Linked DNA regions of Mus musculus: region 1 is linked to region 2. A link is a contact called in public HiChIP or PLAC-seq data. All regions are on one chromosome and are shown on one strand. The core of a region is the stretch at or near the end of the contact, and the rest is flanking DNA. Distances in the headings are between cores, read along the strand shown. Region 1 has its middle 25 kb from the start of Gm32028. Region 2 has its middle 40 kb from the start of Gm4470.

The links. HiChIP or PLAC-seq counts read pairs in DNA pulled down with a chosen protein or histone mark.
Region 1: a CTCF HiChIP or PLAC-seq map of the NIH/3T3 cell line shows a contact between it and region 2, with 11 read pairs. The contact joins two enhancer-like sites. A contact is called at or near these places in 1 of 15 datasets of contacts at CTCF or cohesin (the NIH/3T3 cell line) and 3 of 484 Hi-C or Micro-C datasets (the 3T3-L1 cell line, the N1E-115 cell line and embryonic stem cells).

What each region holds. Positions count from the first base shown.
Region 1 is chr19:56,201,404-56,204,103 of GRCm38.p6, reverse strand. No RefSeq gene overlaps it. Among named protein-coding and RNA genes, the nearest start is that of Gm32028, 25 kb to the right of the region's middle. Within about 2 kb of position 1,448, at least 28 of the 459 cell types and tissues checked have an H3K27ac peak or open chromatin away from gene starts, as enhancers often do. A contact at or near this core is called in the NIH/3T3 cell line, where this site is marked.
Region 2 is chr19:56,036,530-56,039,229 of GRCm38.p6, reverse strand. No RefSeq gene overlaps it. Among named protein-coding and RNA genes, the nearest start is that of Gm4470, 40 kb to the left of the region's middle. Within about 2 kb of position 1,394, at least 19 of the 459 cell types and tissues checked have an H3K27ac peak or open chromatin away from gene starts, as enhancers often do. A contact at or near this core is called in the NIH/3T3 cell line, where this site is marked.

The DNA.
Region 1 (2,700 bases), core at 199-2,698, 160 kb before region 2:
TGAATACTGACTCTTAGCAAATCCCGCCCTCCTGAAGCACATAGCCAAATGAAGTCCAGAGACAGGAAGTGACTGTTTCAAACTCGTACCAGAATTACTTATCTGAACCAAGTCCATTGTACCAGCCAAGACAGACTAAGTCGTGCTAACGAAACAACAGCTTCCCAGTGCGGGAACACACCCTAAGAAACATAACGCTTTTTCTCGGTTTTTATTTGTGGACATACTCCAAGTCCATCCCATATTGGTAGCGGGAATCATGGAGCCAAGTAGACTGATGGAGCTACCATCATATCAAATAGTCCGAATTTCAAACAGCCGAGGAAAGAATTTCGGATGTCTAGCTTCAGATGTGAAAGGCACATGGGTCATTTCTGCGCAAAGTCATTGGTCAATCTAACCACAACCGGAGTGGGAGGAGCTGTGTCTGGAGGAGGGTGTTCATTCTCTTTACTCCTGTCCTCTAGTACTAGCTGCTTCATTCTATCTTCCGGAAGGATGTTCCGTAACCCACAGCCGGCTTTCCTGGAAGATGTAGTGTTCTTCCTGGGGATATGGGGATGGGAGAAACAGACAGCCTATATAAACTCCAGAGCTAACCACAGGAAGCCCCGGACCAGCTACATGTGCGCTGTGGACCCCGCTCTGACACTCGGGACCGGGCACCCTTTTGAGTTTCTCCCTTTTTGAGCTATGGGCCCAGCAGGCCTGGGGCAATGTTTCAGGAGAGGTCTCTAATTTTTGTATCTAGCATCTGCTTCATGCCTAAAGAAGTAGAGTTCTTGGACCCTGCTGTTGACCCCCGGGGGAAACTAAGTAAGCAGTTTGATACCCCATTTTTCTTAGTCCCAGGCTCTCTTTTGTGTTACATAACTGTGGTTGTCAGGTTCAATCTGATTATTTCGCTGGGTAGACTAGCAAGCGTTTGGATGAATTGTCCCTTGCCCCTAAGCTCAAATGCTCATATTTTCAGTTCAGTGCGCAGAAGGCCCTCACAGGGTCCAATCTGGGTTTCTTTTTCCTTTTCTTTTTCTCCCTCCTTCCTATTCTTTCCCTCCAGTAATATTCACAGCATTTCCCATTCTCTTTTGGAAGCAGTCTCAGTCTGTAGCCCAGGCTGGCCTCGGACTGGCGCCAGTCCTCTTGCTTCAGCAGCATTCATGCTGGGATTACAGATGACACAATCACGTCCGGCTTTCCAGTTTTCTGTTTCTGTCATAATTTATCATCCTGTTTCCCAACCCCTTCCTTTAGAGACCTGGTCCCTGTGGATCTATAACTTCTAGGAGAGCTGGGGAGTGGGGGTGGGGGTTGAGACTGTGTGTACCAAGTTCAATTTCCACACCTTGATGGTTTTACCCAAGGCAGCCTCCATGGGCGGGCAGAGCAGGAGTGGGTGGGCAGACCTGCTCATTCATGGCTCTGTGATTGCGAGTGTGCAACCCTGCAGCCCTGAGTCACACTGACAGATCGCCTGTCTGGACTTTGTTTATTTAGAATGCTGCAGACACCCAGAGGCTGAGGATGAACAAGCATCCGAATGTTATGTTGTCACAATGCAGTCTCCTTGGGCATATCAAGTGCCAGCTCCATCTAGAAACCCAAGGGACCACAATCTGGACTCCCTAACCAACAGGTACAATCATTTCAGATCAATATTTTAGTGTGGTATTATCCAGTTTGTGATCAAAGCTTTCAGAGGCTGAGAGGAATTCTCATGTCCAATCTGGAATTCTTAGAGCCTCAAGTCCTCATCAGGACAGGCTGATCTGTAGGCATGTTTGGGTTCTGTTGCTTTTTTCCTGAGCTGGGTCCAAGATGTTGCCCTAGATGTGAGAGCCTCTCCTTGGCAGACTTTGACAGAGCATGCTGTCAGAAGAGTCCTAAGAATTAAAAGAGGGTTTTCTTGTGTTCTTTTCAGGAAATAAATGTAAAAGATTCAAAACTGTGTTCACACAAATTTTCCTCTGCTGATGTCCAGCTGGGGAAAGATGGGAGAGGAACAGAGAGAGAGAGAGAGAGAGAGAGAGAGAGAGAGAGAGAGAGAGAGAGAGAGAGAGAGAGAGACCTGGGCTTGATTTGCTAAAGGATGGAGCTGGGGACCACCTTGCTCTGGCCTGGAGGTGCCACAAGATGGCAGCATTTCTGAATCTTCTCAGTGCTCAGGGGGCCAGCCTGCAGGGCACAGGGCTGCCTTGGCCTGACCTGTCTTCCCTGCATTAAGAAGTATTAAGAGGTCCAACCAGAACATCTGCTTGAAGGGCTGGATATCCACAGTCCAGCTCTCTCAACAACATCAACTCAGTGGCCATGTGGACCCTACATTGGATTGACTTAGTTTTTTAAAGAAACTGCCTTTTGGCCAGCTGTTGTACAAAGCTAAGGAACTCTGGGGTGCATTAGGAAGCACAGCCTTTGAGCCTCAGTCTGGGCACTGAGGGCTCCATCAACTGTCTGGCATCAAGGCCAGAAGCCCTGCTCTTCCAACCTCCAACACCAGGATCTAACAGCCTAACAGGCAGTTTTGTCAAGGCAACCCTTCTTGGTGTGTATCCTGGACAGCTTACTCACTTACTCGCTTGTAAATCAACATTCATTTGGCAACTTTTGAGCCAGAGTCTCCAGGGAAACAGAGTAAAGCTCTTCCATCATGGAATCTGCATCTCGGATGTGCCGCTGGAGGCCAAGTTCATGAAACTT
Region 2 (2,700 bases), core at 145-2,644:
CCTGTAACCTGCAACCCTGGCATGATCATTAGCACACCAGGCGTGGTGCTCTCGCCACCTCTTCACGACTCCTTCTGGAATCATCACCCACATATGCTTGCCCTGAAGTCACTGTCTCAGCCCAGCAATCCCATCCTGGCTTTCTGTGACAGGTGGGGCTTAGCCTTCAGAACACCTTCAAGACCCTTTGGGATACATTAAAATTACAGCCGGGATGAGGAACAACCCTCATATGCTGTCTTGTGATTATGAAGTCTGGTGGTCACCAAGAAAGAACTTTCTGAAAGACTATCTCCCAAGCTTTCCAAACAACTGCAGGAACGAAGAGGGACTGACATCAGCCCATTTCACAGATGAGGAAAGTAAGTCCCTGAGCATTCCAGTAGCTGCTGCACATTCCTCAGTCACTCAGAGCACAGCCAGGATACATACACCAGCATACTGTGTGTCACATCTGATGTCTCCACACAAGAGGTCTTTCCTAAGGAAGTTGGTTGGTGGAGAAAACTCGCCAGTTCTCTCGATGAGGCTTTCTGCTAACAGGAAGACTTGTGTGAGCCGAAAACTCAGAGGCAAAATGACTGTGTCTTTTCAACACCAGCCCCTGGCAGCTGAGGAGAGATTTGTGCCTGCCTTTTGTCTCTGAAGCCAATGTACCCACAAAGCACTGGAGGGTCTATGCTTGGCATTCACTCTTCCCAAGGGCTTTCCAAGATGCTTGAGAGCTGAACTATTGCTGACCCTGAAATACAAAAAGCAAAGTATAAGGGTTGGAGAGATGGCTCAGCCATTAAAGCACTTGCTGTATAAGCCTAAGGACTGGAGTTCAACCTCCAGCCCTGCAGGCGGATCCCAGAAGGTTCCTGGCGAGTCAGCCTCACCTAACTGCTAAGTCCCAGGTCTCAGTGAGAGATCCCACCTCCCAGACTGAAGTGGGAGGCCCCTAAGGAGCTACTCCACACACATACACATGGGCCTATACATATAACACACACACACACACATACACATGGGCCTATACATATAACACACACATACAAGCTCCTAAGGAACTACTCCACACACATACACATGGGCCTATACATATAACACACACATACAAGCTCCTAAGGAACTACTCCACACACATACACATGGGCCTATACATATAACACACACACACACACACACACACACACACACACACACACATACACATGGACCTACACATATAACACACACATACATACATACATACACACACACACATACACATGGACCTACACATATAACACACACATACACACACACACAGCCAAGGGGAAGCTAAAAATTAAGCAAATTCCATTAATACCTACAAATGTCATTGCTCATTCAATGGAATGTGCATCATCAGTTTACAGCCATCCAAAGTAATGCGTGGGTCATGCCCCTGCTTTGTCATGCACAATCAGATATACAACCCGAGACACCATGACTAATCACAAAATAAATGAGTTATTTGCAGCCATCTAGTTTCAAAAGCAGAATCATAAAATCCTTTGAAGCTTTTTACAGCAAGAGATAAAGTTTGCTATAATGTGGGCTCCTTTAGCGCTTTTGACATGAACTGAGGTGGGTAGATCCAAATTAAAAAGTGCCCAGGGCTAAGACAGAGCTGAAATGGCTCTCATTACCCAAAAGCTTGGCTTGCTTGCTCATCACTCCTATCCGCCCGCACCCCAGAGCCCTCTGAAAGCCTTTCTCAGCCCTAAGAATAGCCCCATGGGCCACTAGGACTCTTGGTGGGCCGAGAGAAGGATGCTGTGGATGAAAATATGGGCTTCTCATCTCTTCACCATGATCGATTGATGGAAACTTCCATAGGTCATTGATTTTTCTTTTTGAATATGTTAAGTTCTTAAAGTCCTTTTTAATATGAAGGGATCCTTGGTTTATTCTTCCCGTCAGCTCCATGCACACCCACAGACAGCTTTCCCACCAGGCCTTCACCCCACTCTGCCTGTACTTGACTTAGGAAACCATCTTAAAGCTTAGTCTTGGGACTGCTCTGGGAAAAGCCACTTCTATTCCTTGGAGACAGGTGCCTCCCTCCCTCCCTCTCTCCCTTCCTCCCTCCCTCCTTCTCTCCTTTCCACTCTTCCTTCCTCCCTCTCTCCCCTTCCTTCCCTATTCTCTTTTTTCCTCCCCCTTCCAGCCATTCCCACGCTTGCCCTTCCTCTTGGTTATCTGAAATGCCAGAGAAGGTACTACGAATGCAGGACTGAGAGACCCACCTGTGTAAACTGAAGACAGAGGAAAGGAAGAGGGGGAAAAGAGAATGTGCCAATGAAGAATCATAGTTCAAACTCAAGGATGCCCAAGAGATATAGGAAAGAGGAAGGGAAGGAAGAAGGGAGGGAAGGGGAGAGGGGGAAGGAAGGAGGGAGGTCAGATCTCTATTCGAATGGTCAGAAAAACCTTCCCTAGGAGCATTTTCTGTCTGGGAATTGTGGTATCTTTCTGGTCACGTTGTTTGGGGATTATTTGGGAAGATTCTGGGAATGAGGATTAAGAATACCTACAGTTTAAAATACTTAAGTGAGCTACTTGGTCATTTTGTCAGAAGGGGATACGATTTTCCTGATACTCTTTAATATAGTCTGTATTGATAAGTGGATACACTTCCCCAAGTACTTGGATCAAAAGAAGTCCATGTCTTTCCACAACCTATTGGCTACA